Regions from separate parts of the Sus scrofa genome. Here all the other regions are linked to region 3. A link is a contact called in public HiChIP or PLAC-seq data. All regions are on one chromosome and are shown on one strand. The core of a region is the stretch at or near the end of the contact, and the rest is flanking DNA. Distances in the headings are between cores, read along the strand shown. Region 1 holds the start of APIP (methylthioribulose-1-phosphate dehydratase). Region 2 holds the start of CSTF3 (cleavage stimulation factor, 3' pre-RNA, subunit 3, 77kDa). Region 3 holds the start of CAPRIN1 (caprin-1).

The links. HiChIP or PLAC-seq counts read pairs in DNA pulled down with a chosen protein or histone mark.
Region 1: a contact with region 3 is called in an H3K27ac HiChIP or PLAC-seq map of alveolar macrophages. The contact joins the promoter of APIP here to the promoter of CAPRIN1 in region 3. A contact is called at or near these places in 1 of 47 Hi-C or Micro-C datasets (embryonic fibroblasts) and 1 of 2 datasets of contacts at active chromatin or transcription factors (alveolar macrophages).
Region 2: an H3K27ac HiChIP or PLAC-seq map of skeletal muscle shows a contact between it and region 3, with 4 times the contacts expected there. The contact joins the promoter of CSTF3 here to the promoter of CAPRIN1 in region 3. A contact is called at or near these places in 1 of 47 Hi-C or Micro-C datasets (embryonic fibroblasts) and 2 of 2 datasets of contacts at active chromatin or transcription factors (alveolar macrophages and skeletal muscle).

Annotation. Positions count from the first base shown.
Region 1 is chr2:26,093,592-26,096,291 of Sscrofa11.1, reverse strand. APIP (methylthioribulose-1-phosphate dehydratase) reads right to left here and starts at 1,272. Exons shown (of 8, transcript XM_003122870.3): 1 at 1,017-1,272. The coding sequence starts at 1,073. It overlaps PDHX (pyruvate dehydrogenase protein X component, mitochondrial), which reads left to right and starts at 1,397. Exons shown (of 13, transcript XM_003122869.4): 1 at 1,397-1,599. The coding sequence starts at 1,446.
Region 2 is chr2:27,768,142-27,770,857 of Sscrofa11.1, reverse strand. CSTF3 (cleavage stimulation factor, 3' pre-RNA, subunit 3, 77kDa) reads right to left here and starts at 1,401. Exons shown (of 22, transcript NM_001267844.1): 1 at 1,216-1,401. The coding sequence starts at 1,242.
Region 3 is chr2:26,874,138-26,876,837 of Sscrofa11.1, reverse strand. It overlaps CAPRIN1 (caprin-1), which reads left to right and starts at 1,413. Exons shown (of 19, transcript XM_005661021.3): 1 at 1,413-1,624; 2 at 2,189-2,404. The coding sequence starts at 2,189.

The DNA.
Region 1 (2,700 bases), core at 23-2,522, 780 kb after region 3:
TTCCTGATCTCCCTGGCCTTCTTTCAAGAGTGTGCTGAAGGTCAGCGGCTGACTGCAGCGGCTAATGACCTAAACCTTGTGGAGGCAGCGGGTGGGTGACAATTTTTAGTTGGCAGTGAAAAGAGGAATAAATACGTAAATTGTAATAAGTGAGAGGAAGAAAACAAGTGACTTTGCTCATCTCTGGAAAGTCATTTATTCACAGAAATACTGGCTGATAAGTTTTTCCTAATAAAATCTGCCACCTTTTACTTTTTAATTGGGACCTTCTGCCCCAAGGAAGAATAACAGGAGGAATAAAGAATCAGGTCGTGATTTGAGGGGGAATTCCCAGTCTCTTCAGCAGCGCTTCTCACTTGTAATGGTTTACTGGTCTAGCTCTCCTCCAGAACCCAGGCCATTGTCTTAATTACCACCCTGAGCACATGGGTGTTCCATAAATTGTTGGCATGCAGAAGTGAATGAAAAGTTATGTGCAGCCCGAGGGTGGAATCTTCCTGTGACTTCTGCTTAAGGAAAAATCCTTCCTAGATCATCCCACAACCAATCTAAACAGAAGCAGGCAAAGAGCAACTTGCGCAGAGAAAGTGCCAGCTACTGAACAGATCCGGCTCGGGGACGTTTCCCAAGTACCTACTACGCGCCAAATGTCAGGCTGGTCGCCAGGGCGCAGAAGAGCTCATAGTCTGAGCTCCGTTTCACCCGCGGCTTCACGTTTCCCCGGTCTTCATGAGAAGTTACTTTGAAATACACACTTAATACCGCTCTCCTCCGTTATTTTTCCTTATTCAAGGTTTGGTGCCCAGCTCCTGTCTCCAGAGAACCCCAGCCGGTGGAGCAAAGACCTCAGCGGGAGCCGGGGACTTAGGTCAGCACCCGCAGCGGAAACCGCGGTGCGCGAGGGTCCCGTTGGGTCCGGCCCGAAACCCCACCCCGCCCGCGCCTAGCTTCCGCCGCCGAGCCCCGCAGGCGCCTCGCTTCCAGGGAATAGAAGGCGCCGGCGGCCCCGCCCCTACCTGCGCGAGGCATTGCCGCGAGCTACAGTCTCCCTCTGGAGCGTGACAGCCAGACATGGCCGGGAGCAGAGGTACCCGCGCCCTCCGGTCTTCGCAAGGCTTTGCTCCCGGCCCTCAGTTGGGGCTAACACGGCGAGGCCAGAAATGCAATCAGGCGGTGTGGAGGGCAGTCCGGAGGCGGGGCGGACAAGACGAAAGGCGGGTCCGGGAGGGCCTCGCTGACCGGAGGCCCAACCGCGCAGCCTCATGACCGGGAGGCGAGGCCAACGAGTTTGGAGGCGGAGCTAGAAGAGCTGCTTGATTCCTGCGGTTTACGAGTCGCGGGCGTCCAGGGGGCGTGTCCAACGGGGTGGGAGGCGGGGCCTTGTAGGGCCTTGATGACTGGGCGAACAGGCTGTGCTGAGGGCAGCCCGCGAGAAGGCTGGGAAGATGGCGGCCTCCTGGAGGCTAGGCTGTGACCCGCGGGTGATGCGTTGCCTCCTGGGCTTTGGCAACTGCCCGGGGCTGGTGAAGGGAGCTGCTGGATGGTCTCTCGGCCGCGGAGCTAGTTGGAGATGGTATCACAGCACGCAGTCTCTTTGGGGTGAGTGGCCGGGACGCGCTCAGCTCCTCTGTGCATCTGAGCAACGGGCCTGGGGCAGGGGCTTTTTGATTAAGGGCCTGCACCTGGGTGTGGAGGTGCCCGGAGCCTCCCCGCTCCCTTGGCTTTGTCTCGGGGAGGGTTCTGCTGACTTGGCCTCGTGCATGCCGCAAAGGGTTTTTTGGAAGCTAGGAGAATTTGACTCCGTTCCCTGGCCTCCTGGTTGGTATGGCTTCTCCGTGACCTTGCCTTGGATTTGGGGTTGTGCGGCCTCTCTCAAGCCCCTTCCTAGTCATTGTTAGTTTCCTTTAGAGTTGTCAAGTTGCCCAAGTTTGCTGAGATTTAGACGTCACGTTAGTGGTTTTTATTCATTGTTTTCACCCTTGTCTACTGGAAGATCTTAGAGGCCAGCGGGGTTGCCTCACGCGAGTACTGGTAAAGGACTCAATTTGTAAATGTCTAGGCATCATAGGCATAGGTCCGGAAAAATGTTTTATGCGAAACATGGCTTGAAAGAGTGGAAATTTAGGGGGAGAAGCTTACCAAGAAGTGTCGACTTAAAGCCAGGCCGCCCAAGTGTTGTGAGTTTTAAGTTTTATTCAGAATATGAGTGAGGATTTTAGCCTGGGAGACAGCCGCTCTGCAGAGGTAGAGAAGCCAGATTGTATGTGAATTTTTTGGCTAGGAGATAAATGCGGTTAGGCATACAGGTTGATAAAAGATTACTGCTAATCACAAAGAGCAGATATCTCAGGTTAATGGTTTTAGTATTTTTCTATGAATGGGAAGATATAAGAATTCAGGATCATTAAAATTCTTCTTGAAATGTGTTTCGAATTATCTAAGGGCCTCTTTATCCAAAACACCCAGTGCTTCATCCTGAATTCCTCTCAGGTTGCACTGTCTGTCGCTGGGCAACTGCAGTGGGTTATGATTTAACCCTTGTAGAACTGGATTTGCCATTGAAATTCTTCATTGTTTACAAAACTTATTGTTGAAAGTTGTCTTTAAGTAGTGATATTGACAGAGCTAACACAATTCCTACGGTGTTTAATGGTATATACTGTAGTGTGCCCTGCATTATTTTTCTTTACATGAGGATGG
Region 2 (2,716 bases), core at 152-2,651, 890 kb before region 3:
ATTACCCCTCGACTTTCACATGACAAAACATGAACCCAGAAAAAGGGTTAGTATACATAAAAAGATTTGACGTAATTTTTAAGACCTTGTGTTCTTGGGAATTCTAACAGCATGTAAAATGTAAACACTGTGAAATTTTCAGGACTGAAATTAGTCAACGAGCAAACACAAAAATTCAGTTTAGCCATACTTTCCCAATATAATAAAATTTAGTTATCCAGAATGTTGAATAGAAATGCTCCAATTCTGTCGCTATCTTGTCAACCTCCAAAAACAGCCCCCACATCATAAGCTGGCCTCTTGAAAACCGAAAACTTAAGTGTATTTTGTTGCTATGGCAATGCGAAATTTCAGGAAATTGAGACTCTGCATGCTAGCTAGCCTCCCTCCATTTTAAAACTATTTACCTAAACATACCAGACTTAAATCGAAAATAAACTGACATCTTCCATAAAGTATGTCTCCTCTTTCAAAATAAAAAGGCAATTCTCTCCTACAAAACTAAAGAGCAAAAGAAGAAAAATCATTTAACTAAAAACCTGAATCTTAAAATACTTAAAAGTCACAGTACTAAAACAGATGGCCAAAACAGACTTCTCGTTTCCGATTTATCAAATTCTACAACTACTTTTGCGGTTTGAAAATCCAAAATGAAATGTTGATAGAACAGAGAAAAGGGAGCAGGAGAAAGCCACAAAATTCCCAAATCTCAACACAGCCATGCTCTCTACTCCTAAACTACTTCCTTCTTCATTCGCTCTGCCAAGAATCTTATTTCCCTAGAGTTTCAACTCAAATTATTTCTCAAAATAGCGATTTACTTCTGGATATACCACAAAGGCGGTGAAGGAGACACTGTCAAGTTTTTCGAGAACAGCAAGAACACGTTAAAATAATCAATCCCTAATCCCTTAACACCAAATGGTATTAAAAGAAGAAATCTCACTGGGGTAGTCCCAGGACCAAAACGGGACGAAGCAGCTGCCCGGCTATTGTGTGAATCAAATATTTGTTCATATTAACGCCCAAGACAGAGAAGCCAAAAGAGTTTTAAATCTCAGCTCTTTCCCCATTCCCACCGTTCTTCGGTACCCGGTCCTGCGGGTTCATTAAACCCCTAATTCCTTCCTCAAGCGAACATGGCTGGAGTACTCGGACGAACACAGACGTGGAGAGAAAAGGTCGCCACGAGGCCCCACCACTCTCCTTCCTCACCTGCTCCGTGGCTCCGTCTCCTGACATGGCCTCAGTCGATTAGAACGTGCGAACTGGCCCGCGATGCCAAGCTAGAAAAGAAAAATTAAACAAAAAACCTCCCCCAAGCCAGAAAAGTTGCCCCCTGCCCTGCGGAGCCAGACCGCCAACACGAATCGCCACCGCCCACTCAGATATGAATTAAAATGGCTGCGTCCCTGCCGGCCGAAGAAGGAGGTGTGGCTTCCCGCATTAACTTCCGGGGCAGTGGGCGGAGTTAAGAGCGAAACTCCCTGGTTACTCAATCGCGCAGAAGCAGGAAGATGCCAGGGGCGGGCCCAATGCGTGTACTGACGTCAAGGCCCGGGGTTGGAGAGGCTGTTGCTGAGCTGGCTGCAACCGGCTAGGAGGCGGGAAACTGTTTCTCCGGGAAGTTCGCGCGCCTTTTGGAATTTAATTATCATGCTGAGGAGCTGGACTCTCCTCTCTTGAAGATTGCCAATCAATTCAATTCAAGCAAACTGGCCATTTTAGGGAGCAAAGCTAAGTGTTAAATGGCTCCTATGTTTTGGAAATAGGAATCCATGAAGTTTTCTATGGTCTCAGCTAATGCTTTTCACACTTTGGGGGTATGAGAGTGACTGATCGAGAGCATTAATATTTATACCGTCACTGGTTACTGTTGTGTCTAAGGCTTGTTATGTCCGTAAGGCATGGGTTTTAAGCTCCGCATCCCATCATAGTTCTGGAGCCAGACTGCATTCTTTTGAATCCTGGCTTATCTCTCTCTAGTGGGTAACCTTGGGCAGTTTAACATCTCTGTGCCTCAGATTCTTTGCCTATAAATAGAAATAACAATAGTACCTGCAGTTTAAATAAGTTATACATGGAAAAGTACTTGGCACAGTACCTGACATAGTCAAAAACAAGTGCAACTAAGTCTCAAAACTCTTTTCCAATCAAGGATCATCACAAGACTTCTTCCACCCTCTGTCTACAGTGGCCTATGGCCCAAAGTAAACAAACCTTTCCCTTACACTCTTTACTCTTTTCAGTGTCCCATGCCTCTGCTCCTATTTCCACCTCTGCCCTTTTCACAGCCTAAATTCTTATCCTTCCAAGTAATCAGACACATGAGCAGAAGATGTATAGTGGAGATGTTTTTTACACCATCCAACAATAGAAGACTAGATAAACATGACAATTCCATCCTTGACCGCATGCTCTGTAGTTCCCTTGTCCTATGTTCCAAGACTCCTAGTGGATGCCTGAAACGGAATAGTATCAAACCTTATATATACTGTTTTTTCCTGTACATACATACCCATGATAAAGTGCAATTTATAAATTCTGAACACTAAGAGATTAACAATAATTAAAAAGCGATTGTAGGGAATTCCTGTCCGTGGCTTATTGGTAATGATCTCCACTAGTATCCATAAGGACGCGGGTTTGATCCCTGACCTCACTTAGAGGATGGGAGATCCGGCGTTGCTGTGAGCTGTGGTATGTCACAGACATG
Region 3 (2,700 bases), core at 164-2,663:
AGCAAAAGCCCAAGTCCTAATAATGGCCTATCAGGCTTTACCTGACTGGCCCTCTTTGTCTTCGACCTCATCTCCTACTCTACTCTAGTCACTGTGGCTTTCTTGCTCTTCCTTGAACCCACCAAGCACATTCCCAATCTGAGTTCCTGGCACTTGGTTTTCCTGCTACCTGGAAAATTCTTCCAAGTGAATGGCCCTCTTCTTCAACTTCTTCGGTCTTGGCTCAAGGGTCATTCTAAGGCTTCTCCAGCCCACCTTGTTTCTTCTCTACCACTTCACTATCTGATATGCATTTATCTTCTCCCCACTTAGAATGTAAGCTCCATGAAGAAACTGTTTTGTTCACAATCCCTAGCACTCAAGAGTTCCTAGCACATAGTAAGGTGCTCTGTATTTGAAGACGAGATAACAGACTGCAGCTAACTGGAATATCTTGAGTCTGGAGGCTGCTGCTGTGTTTCTCTGGGCTCCCTCAGGATACACTGTTGCCAGCCAGTATTACTCATTTCATTCTCTAGGGAGCGGCGGGTTTGGTAGGCTCCTTTTCTAAATCCCTTCTATTATGGAATTTAAATTATAAATTGGTCATTTACTGTTGTCATACATCATGTGGCTGAATTTTCCACTGATTATATTTTTTTAATACACTTTCTTCTAGCCCTCAGCTGCTTTTTGTTCATTCTCCATAGCCTTATTACAATGCTGGAATAATTCTCTTGGAGCAGATAAAAAAAAAAAAACTGTGTTTCATTTAACATCTTAAGTTTTAGGTAAATTTAAAAGGAAAAAAAAATCTGATTCGTAATACTCAGGCCTCTTAGGTACCTGTCATCTTAAGGTAGCTGAAGATAATTTTAAACATGACGAGTCCAGAGTTTTAAGACAAAAACAAACAAAACCACCCAAACCCAAACATCCATCTTGCTCCTTTCTAACGCGTTTACACAGAACTCCTGGGTTACTGAGAGATTGTTTTGTAGGGGAAGCCGCAACTTGTCCTTAGACATTTTGGGGGTGTGGGAGTTTGCTTGCTCGCCGTACAGAAGGAATTCTAGAAGCTGGGATTGCACCACCCACCCCACACACCCCTTACTTGCAGAAACCTTTGCTCCCCCCCCCAACCCCCACCAAATAAGGGCTCCTCGCCCGGCAGTCGCCAGCTCCAGATCCAGCTGCTTGACACCTATTGTCCCTGTTTGGACGTCAAGCGACTTCGCCTGAAGGACCCTAGCTTTGATTTCGCTCAAAACTCAAGGCACTGCTCCGGCAGCCTCTCAGAGGCTGTTCCGACCTGGGCTGAGTGGCCAGCCCCCAGGCTAGGGTCTTGGGCAGGGGTGGCGGGAGGCTGGGCAGGCCCTTCCCCGCAGGCGTTCGCGCCGGGCAGCCCGAGCGGCAGCGAAGGCCCCCGCCCGCCGCTTCTCCCGCCCCCTCCGCCCCAGAGGGTTGGCTGCCTAAGTCCCTCCCGCTCCCAGCTCTCCGCCTCACTAGCAGCGGCTCTCGGTGCAGCGGGGAAAGGGCGAAGCGGCCTGCGCCCACGGAGCGCACGACACTGCCCAGAACGCACCGCCACCCTTGCCCCTTCAGCCGCCCCCTCGGGATCTCCAGCGGCCTCCGCGCGCGCACGGTGAGCGCCACCCCGGACTGAGGCGCTGAAGGGGAAGAGGGCCGCTGCCCCGAGTGTCCTTTACCTCCGGACTAGCTGGACTTTCGCGAGGGGCTTGCTCCTCAAGTCACCCCACCCGCCCTGGTCATTTCCAGTGCCCTTCTCCACCCTTCTCCGCCTCTCAGCCCCGATCGCTCTCTTCCCTCCCGTCCTCGCAGGGCGGCGAGGGCTGTCCCTTCCCTGCGGGGACCGTTGCACTGGCCGTTGGCGGCCGGCGCTGCGAGGCCCCGCCCCCGGCGCGAGCCTCGGTGCCCCGGGGCAGGTAGGCCGAGCCGGCGGCCGGCGCGGGGGAGGGGCGGGGGGCGGCGCGAGGCCCGGCCGGGCGCCCCGCTGGCGGGTCGCGCGCGCGCCCGCGGCCCCTTCCTGCCCCGGCGGCGCGCGCGCGCCGGCCCCGTCCCCACCCCCACCGCTCTCGCAGGCTCCCGCCCGCTGCGCGTTTTGTCCCGCGTCTCGCCCCGTCCGCCGCCTGACTCGCCGCTCTTGTCCTTCCTCCCGCTTTTTCTTCTCTCCCCTCACGGTCTCAAGATGCCCTCGGCCACCAGCCACAGCGGAAGCGGCAGCAAGTCGTCCGGACCGCCACCCCCGTCGGGTTCCTCCGGGAGTGAGGCGGCGGCGGGAGCCGGGGCCGCCGCGCCGGCTTCTCAGCACCCCGCGACCGGCACCGGCGCTGTCCAGACCGAGGCCATGAAGCAGATTCTCGGGGTGATCGACAAGAAACTTCGGAACCTGGAGAAGAAAAAGGTGCCCGGAGTTGGCGGGGAAGGGAGGGTTGGATGCTGACCCTGACTGCTGTAGCCTTCACGCTCCGCGTCTCGGGCGCTTCCCTTCCTCCCGGTCCCCACCCCCCACGCCCCGTCTCCCCGCTGGAAGTGGAGCTTCGTGCCCAGAAAACGGGCTCCGCGGGGAGGTGCTTGTCACCTGACCCGGACGTGGCGCTGGCCCCCGGGCTCCTTATTACTCTGCTCTTGCCGGGGGCCAGGCTGTTGGCCTTTGGGAGTGCGATGTGTAGGGGTGGGGGCCTGTCCGATCGCCGTGTG